2 separate regions of the Anas platyrhynchos genome follow, and region 2 is linked to region 1. A link is a contact called in public Hi-C data. All regions are on one chromosome and are shown on one strand. The core of a region is the stretch at or near the end of the contact, and the rest is flanking DNA. Distances in the headings are between cores, read along the strand shown. Region 1 overlaps SAMD12 (sterile alpha motif domain containing 12). Region 2 holds the start of EXT1 (exostosin glycosyltransferase 1).

Evidence for each region. A called contact is a pair of places that touch in the nucleus more often than the background predicts.
Region 2: a Hi-C map of liver shows a contact between it and region 1, with 1.6 times the contacts expected there. The contact joins the promoter of EXT1 here to the enhancer-like site in region 1. A contact is called at or near these places in 2 of 8 Hi-C or Micro-C datasets (liver and skeletal muscle).

What each region holds. Positions count from the first base shown.
Region 1 is chr2:14,043,084-14,047,648 of IASCAAS_PekinDuck_T2T, reverse strand. All of the region lies in intron 4 of SAMD12 (sterile alpha motif domain containing 12), which reads right to left. Among named protein-coding and RNA genes, the nearest start is that of EXT1, 47 kb to the left of the region's middle. Within about 2 kb of position 2,343, at least 1 of the 8 cell types and tissues checked has an H3K27ac peak or open chromatin away from gene starts, as enhancers often do.
Region 2 is chr2:14,090,766-14,095,663 of IASCAAS_PekinDuck_T2T, reverse strand. It overlaps EXT1 (exostosin glycosyltransferase 1), which reads right to left and starts at 3,319. Exons shown (of 11, transcript XM_027452634.3): 1 at 1,799-3,319. The coding sequence starts at 2,754. It overlaps LOC119715746 (a long non-coding RNA gene), which reads right to left and starts at 1,788. Exons shown (of 2, transcript XR_011807356.1): 1 at 1-1,788.

The sequences.
Region 1 (4,565 bases), core at 1,094-3,593:
ATACATAACTTCCATTACGCTGTAAGATTGTGGCTGTAAAAGAATATCAAGGAGGAACCCTTGCAAAATAATACTAAATATTTCCTTTCCAGTTAAGATTAGAATTATGGCTAAGGGCGTAGAGTCTTGCTAATTCACTTTAATGATTGGGAGATCCATTGCAAATTACTGAATTTTTCAACTAAGTGAGAAACACATTAAAAAAGCAAGTGTAATTTATCACAAAATGCACTTTGCTCATTTATTTTGACAACTGTTGTTTAAATTATTTATGCCCCTTCACCATGTACTAGTAAATGCACTGTAGTCTGTTTTGTAAAAATAGTCATCAGCGAGATTAGAGGAACATAACATCCGCTATTACCCTTTGCTTGGAGGTGAGTAGAAATCATCATTTTGTGCTTTGCCAATGCAAAACAGAATTTTTTCCCCCATTCTTTTTTAAAGAGCGCTGAGCCCACAACAGCTCCTACCAGATTCAAGCATCTGCAGAGAAACTTGAGTGGAAAGAGCTGAGTTACCCTGAAAGTTGGGCCACTTAAATAAGTGCCTATTAAGGGCTTAACACTGCAGTATTAGGATCCCCCCCTTGGAAATCCCCATCAGGGCACATTGAAAAGGTTCTCAGCCTGAACTCAAAGTCACTGGGAGCTTTGCTTGAGCTGGCTGGCAAACATTATTGTGTCTCTACTGCTCTGCATTGATGAATTTCGTTTAAATGAGAACTTTTTCCTTCTCTGTGTTCCCACTTCAGGTCTATCTGGAGGAACAATGCAGGCACACCTTCCTTTCCTGAGCTGTGCTCTGACTCTACAGCCTTGCATCAGGGGCACAAAATCCAGGTGAATAAGTGCAGATGAGGAAGGAGAGAAGTTAAAGCAGTCCAGGCTTTAGTCATTCCTGGAGTCAAGTTATGTCAAGAGCATTAACCACTCGGGGTGTTGGCTGGCGTTGCATCACTGCCAGCCTACGCCGATGAACGCGGCGTACCCAGGCAGGGAGGCAGTTGGGCATCCCGTGAGGATTAGCGCCCAGGCTTGCCAGTGCATGTGCCTCCATCCGTTCTAGCAAGTATATTGCAACCCTGAAGAAGGACAGAAAAAAAACCCACACACACGCAAAAAAAAACAAACCAAAACAGCTCCCCACCTCCCCAGTAAACCATCAGCTCTTGTGAAAGATGCCAGACTGACAGCCTGGGAGCCCAACATTTTCCCACTGTCTTCACAACAGCTTCCACAGAGCAGCACAAACCCTCCCCTTCCATCTGAGCTGAAATCTGCATGGCTTCTGGGCTGGGGCGAAGAGAGGCAGATCCACTCCTTGTGGGATCGTGCAGCTCAGCCCCGGGGCTGATCAGCCTGGCTCTCCACGCAGCCGGGTACATCCGAGCTGGAGGCTGGCTCTCGACGCTACGTGAGCTCATTTCATCTCGGGTAAACACCCAACTGCTCTCTCCGACTCACCTCGGGTGCTAGCAGGGCTAGTAGGGATGCTGTTTTTTTGGCATCGCTAGCTGAGCAAGGTAGGGTACAGGAGATCTTCGGAAGAGAGTTGGAAGAGCTTCTTGAGAGCTCTTTCCCCTGCTACAGATAGAAATCGGATCAACCAGCCTCTGACCTTACAATTGGATTCACCCCACCTAATTTACACCTTAATTAATGATGACTATTAATTACCCTTAATTACATTAGATCCCTAAATTAATGATGGCGCTTCTAAATTAGAAGTGTGGTTATCCTCGATATTAGGTGCCTCAACAGATGCAGTGAATCCAGGCCCTACAGTTGCACTTTTTTGCTCATCTACTCACGACTAAGAGGGCTGAAAATCCTTTCTGTGCAGGGCTTAAAAGATGGCCTTGAAAACACTCCCTGTGAAATCAAAGCTGCTGTATCCTGAACCCCACTGTTAGCAAATGAGCTTCAGAAATCGTTTGGGGCATATAAAAAAAGCATAGCCTGTGGGTGAGGTGCTCTGTGTCTTGGAGACTCCTGGGGTTTGGGCCATCCTTGCTGTAGGACCGAGGGAAATCCACGGTTCCAGGAAAGCGACACACTTCAGGCTTAGCTCCCAGGGTATGTCTTTAAGAGCAGAGTCGTTAACCTGCAATTTAGGGGGAGGAAAAGTGTGAAAAAAGATTTACCGATAATCTCACTGTACTCGCCAGTCATGTGAGCTGGCTTCCTGTATGCTGACTCATCTTTAGCTGTTGAAACGTGTTTCCTCAGACATTTTCCTTTTTTTTTTTTTTTTTTCCTTGAATGGCATAAACTTTTCTCTACTTAATATGGTTAAGATGCAGTCAAAGACACTCAAGGCCTTCACCCTGCTCATTTTTTCCTCCCATTTTTTTTTTCTGCCTCACCGTTTCCTCTGGGCTGCTGTCTGTCTGAAGGCACCGCAGGCAGAGGAAGCAAGCCTGTGCCACACGGGGCAAGTGTCAGAGCCTCTCCTGCACAATCTTTCTGTTTGGAAAACCACTGTTAGATAAACAGGCTTCCAGGTGACCAAGGACAGCTGAATTTGATGGTACGACATCCCCACAGCCAGTGGTACAAAACTGCCAGATTTCCACATCAAGCTGGGAACAGCCTTGTCAACGTGCTGCTCAGCCACGACTTGCATTTCTACACCATTAAAAGCATGACAAGCACAGGTTAATCCTTCCCCTGCCTCTTCCTCCAGTCTCTTCGGGTGCTTGAATAAATGGAAATTGGTGTCTGACTTTTAGATAACTTGCACCTATTTCGGATGGGCCGGAACAGCTGCTGAGGTCTTGGGGCTGGAAAGCTGTTTGCTTCTCCATGTCTCACTCCTGTAGGAATCCTGAGAAACTGACTGCCCTCAAAAATGGGACTGACGCTGGAAGCAGGGCTGCAGGGAGCATTTGGACCACGGTATCAGAGTAGTGCAGACATTTCTCGGGTTGTGGATGGATGTTTTCCTCTGGATTTTGCTCTATGACCTGTAGCTGTCCATCTCTGGAAAGCTAGCAAGGTGGATATTGGCTCTTTCCCCAAAGCACAAAAGCAGCTTGGCCAGCTGGGATCATCCACTGAGCACTATGGGCATCCCCTGCCTGCCACACACACACACCCACCATCCCCTTGCCCTCACCTAGCTCCTGCTCTCCCTAACACACATCGTGCAGTTTTCCAGTGCTGGTTTGCAGACCTCCAACAAACACCCTCTGGAGGTGCAGGCCCTGTATAAAGAGCCGAAGCCAGCTGACAAAAGCTGTCTTTCCTTGGTTGCCTCGCTCCAGCCCCTCGCAATAATCCCCAGACTCCCAGAGGCTGCAGGCCACTTCCAAAATCACTGCTTTGAACAACAAAATGACTGCACTGAATTTCTGGGGTGTGTGCACGCGCGCGCGTGTGTGTGTGGAGGGGGCATTACTCCTCTAACTCCTGGCTGGATCTCATTAAGATCAGAGCAAGATCGCAATACAGTGTCTCTAAAACACCCCCGGAGAAAAAACAAAAATGCTGTCAACCCCCATTAACTAAAGTGGGATTGCAGCGCTAGCTTTGAGCACACAGCAAATTATTAAACGCACTTCAACTATAAATAATAACAAACTTGAAGAAGCAAATCTTCTTAAGGTCTGCAAAACTGAATCTTAAGATTTTAGGTGCAGTTCTCTAGTTAAATTACAAAGCACTAAACCTAAAATTAACTTGCTCTGGGCAATCTTAAAATAGTAGATTGCTGGATCTAAGCTTATGGGTGTTCTCAGCTAACTGCTTCTGAAGAAATATAAAAGTGGTTTATTACATCTATAATTACAGAAAAACTTTGCCCTGTACTTTTCTCTCCTGGCTAGAGGAGAGGAGTTTGGATATATCATGTGAAACCAAGCCTTGAAAATCAAAAGGACGGGAATCATAAACACGCACTAAGCAGCCTGAGCTATCAAAGCCTTTGAGATAAATCTAACAGAGCCGTCTGCAGGATCGTGCAGGTTTGTCTCTTCTTCTGCAAGACCACTTATCAGCACAAACACACGTATATATGTGCGTACATGTACACACAGAGACACATATGCATATTCATAATCCTGCAAAAAAGGGACTTTCAGGGCATATTTAAAAATAGATGCTCTTGCACACACATGCAGTTAGTTTTAGAAGTATTCTCTTTTTTTTCCCCCATATTTCTACCCTGATATTATCTATCAATAGTTTTATTTTTGTATAAAATCTGCGACCCTGATGTTGACAATAAAATATACTGCAAGAGCTCGGAGAATATTGACAATATTGTCAGTCTCAGCAGCAGACAAGAGTCAGAGTCCCCTCCGCAAAATCATAAGGCTGGGTGAAAAATCAGTATGAGAGATTGATCTGCTTTCTGATTTTCCACTTGCTACGAGTCACATTTCCAAGCTGTTCTCTCCAGATCACGAAGGGACAGAAACTTCTTCTTTTATTGCTTAATGCAAACTGAAAACTCATAATTTCACATGACTTCAGAAGCTGCAGCTCTTCAATAAAGGCTGAATATTGTCACAGTCACGATAAACCTTCTGATTAGCCACAGTTTTAAGATCTGGAGGGTCG
Region 2 (4,898 bases), core at 2,070-4,569, 47 kb before region 1:
CACAAATTCGGCCTGCCTCAATTCGTCATGTAATCTTATTTGCTTGGAATCATCATTTTATTACCTTCTGTCTTAAAAGGTAGCAGCGTGAGCGAATGCTGAAGTCACCAGGCACCACCCCAGATACAGCCGCATCTCGGAGCCAGACTGGTTTTTGCACGAAGGAGGGTTATGTACGCTCTTCCCTACGAAACAAGCTGCAAAGGCATTTTAGGAAGGCCAGAAAATATGAGGAGAGCTCTGTCTTTTACTAGGCCATATGCTGTAACTGGGAAAAAAAGAAAAAAAAAAGGCCATACTCACGTCAAACAACCGGCTGGTGTTTGCTTTATGACAACTTGACAACACACGTTCTGCACAACAGAACAAATAATCAAGACTTTTCAGATCTTTAAACTAGCTCAAATTGCTCCAAGCCCTGTCAGACAACAGCATGACCTGGAGAAATGTGCCGGGTCTGCCTTCTTCTCCGCCACAGCCCAGGTCCCTATAACCGTGCCCTACAGGGCAGCCAAAGGGACTCCCAGGTCACCAGCAGCAGTGTGAGTTTAGCTTAGCACCTCTGCTGGATTTCTCATCATTTGGTACCTCCGCTGGATTTTTTTTGCACCATTTCATCACTCCATCACCAGTTTCCCGAAAGTGAATGGCATTAAAAGCGTACGAAGTATTTGCATTGCCGCCTTCTCCCCCTTTAGGGGGAATTTACAGGAACGGGAAGGCGAACCAAGTTCACCCAGGAACACGCAGCCCTCCTGGTGTTTTGGTGCTAACCCAGCCGATCCCTCTCCAAGCCCCGTGGCTACTTTCGGTGGGGAACCGGGCAGCCAACTGCAAATTCTGATCAGCGTTAATGGCACCGTGGTTTCTCCACCGCTCCTCCCCAGGAGTATTTTCCCACCCACGTCCCCCATGCGCTGCAAACCCCTTCCTCTAGCCCTCGGCAGCTCCGCGGCGCGAGGCTGCTCTGTTAACGCGGCGCCTGGCTCCACGGGGCACGTTCCCATGCTAAAAACTTCGCGTCCGTCCACCCCGCAGGAGATGCAGCGGTGGTCAGCATTTCAAGGGGCTGCAAACAGCTTCATCAGCAGCGCAGCTCCGGAGGTAATTCCCAGGAAGCGTTTTGCCCGGCAGCTCTTTGTACAGACCTGAGAAGCGCGCCGGGAAGGTAACAGCGCAGCAACCTGACGGCGCCAGCAAACACAAATAATAAGTATCAGGGGAAGCCAGGAGCGCTAAGGGAAACGCGAGCTGTGCTCACACCACGGACGCGTTCCCTCACACACAAAAATCAGGAACTCCAACGCGGGGCATTCACACAGACAGCGTTTTTTTTTCCTCCTTGTTCCTCTGATGTTGTATCAGCTGGAGCCAAGGGGAAACCAGCCCGGGAGGCAAGCTGCTGCCTCGGGGAAACCACACGGAGAAACCACCTGGGCAGCAGGCAGTGCTTTCGGACACCAGCCCAACCACCGCTCTCACCAACTCCAGCCCTCCTCAAACTTTGTCTCACGCACAGCATTTACCCAGAGAGGCAGGACGGGGATGCAGGATAGCCTGAGGTGCCCGAGCATCCTCCAGCAGCATCCTCGCCCGCCGAGCCGAGGGCACCAGCACTCCGCCGGTCCCCAGGCGATGCGAGCCGCAGCCACGTCCCCCGTGGCCCCTTCCACCACCTCCCTCCCTGCTCCCCGACCCAAAGCATCGCTCGGGGCCAGCCGGAGGGGTACACGGAGCCTCTCCCCTGTCCCGAGGGCTGCCACCGGCACTGTGGCCCCGGAGCCGCGCGCTGACTTACTTTTCGTATTCGGTGTTGTCTTTATCGCAGCGCGAATCCTTGTGCTTTTGCCAGTCTTTGCCATGCTTGCAGGTGGTCAAGAGGACAACATCCTCCCCGTTATGGACGTGATATAAGGCATTCCTGGTGTCTGACCCTATCCCTGTCAGGTACCTTTTCCCCTTGAATACCAACATGTACTTCCTGAGAGGAGGGATGGTGTTAAACCGCAAAAATCCCTTCTCCCCTCCTGTCCTAGGATGATCCTTAGAAAAGAGCGGAATAGAAACATCAAAATTGGGTCTGAAGTTTTCAGTACTGATGCTGGCTTTGGCCAGCATGGCCTGGCCGATGTCGAAGCCCACGTCCTCGGTGTAGTCGGGCCAGGTGCCGGAATATAAATTAAAAATCAAGTGATTGCGACCATTGTTCCACAAGTGGAGGCTCTGCACTTTGGAGCGGAGGTTGTGCACGTACTGCGGGGAGAGCTGGTCCCGGTCCAGCGTGTCCAGGCTGAGGACGAAGAGACACGCCTGGCTGGGGTCGGAGGTGTAGAAGCGGGAGCCCTCGATGGCCGCCAGCACGTTCTGGTAGCTCTCGGCGATCTTCTCCCCTTTCTGCTGCGGGTACACGTAGACCTTGAAGCCGTTTTTCTGGCAAAGGCCGAAGTCGAAGCAGGACTCCATGCGGCACCGCCGCCCGCGGTACAGCCCGGCGCTGCCGTCCCGCCGCTGCCGGGGCGACACCCGGCCGGCCCCGCCGCCCCCCCCGGCCCCCTCCGGCTCCCCGAAGGAGCGGAGGGCGTCGGGGAAGCGGGGCCAGGGCCGCTGCTCGCTGCCGGGCCGCGGGGCAGCCCCATGCCGGCCGGCGGGCGGCGGGGCGCGGGCTGCCCGCAGCTGCACGCCTCCGAGGTAGAGCAGCAGGGCGAGACAGGTGGCGGCGGAGAGCAGCGTCAAGTAGCGTTTTTTGGCCTGCATGTGGCCGCCGGGGGGTCCGGGGGGCTGCGGAGGAAGGCTGCGGGGGCGGCCCCACTGCTCCGGGCGCCGCTCTCAGCTCCTCCGCCGCTCCGCCATCTTCCCGCTGCCGTCGTCGCCGGCCGCTTCCAGCTCCCCTCGCCCGCCTCCGCTCGGCGCCGTTCCCCAAGCCGCGGGCTGGGGCCGCGCATGTGGGCGACCGCCCGCCCGGGACTCGCTCGCCGCCGGGCTCTCAGCGGCGGGCGGCTTGGGGCCGGCGGCGGCCCGGCGGGGCGCCCCGCATGCACTCAGGGGCCGGCCCCCCGCGCGGGGCGGGCACCGGGGCAGCCCCGCTCCCGCCTTCTGTGCGCGGCGCTCCGCCACGCTCCCTCCCCTTCCTCCTCCTCCTCCTCCTCCTGCTGCTGCTGCTGCTGCTCGGGCTGCCGGCGGCGGGGCGCTCACAGCCTGACGAAGCCCTGCATCGCCCCGAGCTGCCCTCCGCGGAACGGCGGCGGGGACCGGCGGCAGCCCCCTGCTCCTCCTCCTCCTTTCTCCTCCTTTCTCCTCTTCCTCGCCCTCGTCCCCCCGCGCCCCCCGCCCGGCTCCGCCGCCGCCTCCCCCCCCCCCTCCCGCTGCCGCCGCCGCCGCCGCCGCCGCCCCCGGCCCGGCCCCGGCCCCGGCCCCGCCGCGCTGACCTCACCCAGCCACGCAGCCCCGCGCCCCCATTGGCTGGGCGTCACGTCCGGGGGGGCGGGGCTTCCGCTGCGCCCATTCATAAAGCTGCCGGGCGCGGGGGGCGCTGCGGCGCCGGCGGGGCGCGACCGGACCCCGCGGCACCGGGTGCTGGGCAGCGCGCTCCGGGCTCGGTGCTCCCAAATCGCGTCCCCGCCCGAGCGATTTTACCCCAGGAACAGGGGCTCCACCGCCCCCCGGTGCAGCCGGTTCCGACGCCTGGTTGCTCTTCCTGAGGTTCTTTGTGCAGCCGGGCTCGCTGCCACCCGTGTCACCCGCTGAGCTGGCTCTTATTGCACGGGTCGGTAGGGTAACCTGCCAGGATAAAGGGTTTCTAACAGTAAAACTTACCGTAGAAGCACAGAAAGACTGAGGTTGGAAGGGACCCTAAAGATCTTATCCCACCCCCCCCCCCCCAACACAGGTAAATGTGGACATCACCCAGGAGATATGGTTGCCCAGGGCCGCCGCCTCCTGTTACGTGCCACTATACTTTGGTTTTGTAAAAACAAGAAATGAAACCTCAAAAATGGGAGGAAAAAATGAAATAAAATGAAATAAAATGAAATAAGAGGCTCAACAGAGACCTTCTTGCTCTCTGCATCTGCCTGAAAGGAAGCTGTGGGGAGCTGGGGGTCGGCCTCTGCTCACAGGTAACCAGTGATAGGACCAGAGGGAATGGCCTCAAGTTGTGCCTGGGGAGGTTCAGGCTGGAAATGAGGAGACATTTCTGCTCAGAAAGAGCAGTCAGGCACTGGGACGGGTTGCCCAGGGAGGTGGTGGAGTCCCCGTCCCTGGGGGTGTTCAAGGAGAGGTTGGACGTGGTGCCTGGGGACAGGGCTCAGTGGGTGACATTGGTGGTGTGGGGATGGTTGGACCAGATGGTCTTGGAGGGCTTTTCCAACCTTAATGATTCTGTGATTCTATGATGAGTGCTCCAGAATGAGCACCCCAAACCTCATGGGGCTGGCTGGGGAGCAGCTGCCAGTGTTCAGGTGCTGCTGCAGGGAGCTCCCGCAGCACCCAAACATCCCTTGGGCTAAGAGTTGTGCTTGATCTCACCCGCTCCTTGGTGTTTTAACTCCGTAACCAGCAGCCTGGTTTGCTGGAGGGAGCTGTGCTGCTGGCTGGGTGGCGAACCCAAAGGCACGGCCAGGCTGCAGGAGGTGGCAGGAGTTCAGCAGGACTTGTGGCAGCAGTGCCTGCGCACACACGACTCTGCGAGGGGCAGCAACACCACAGATATTTCGGTGTACAGGTGTCAGGCCTTCCTAGCTCAGTAATTGAGGGTGGTGGAATGGGATGGGGCGGGCTTCAAGCTGGTTGCGCAAGCCATAGGTACCAAGGAACCATCCCATGGAAAAACCTGTGCCAGCCTCTTGTCCTGCTGCTCGTACCGATGTTAAAGCCGTAACGGGTGGGCCTGCCCCTGCTGC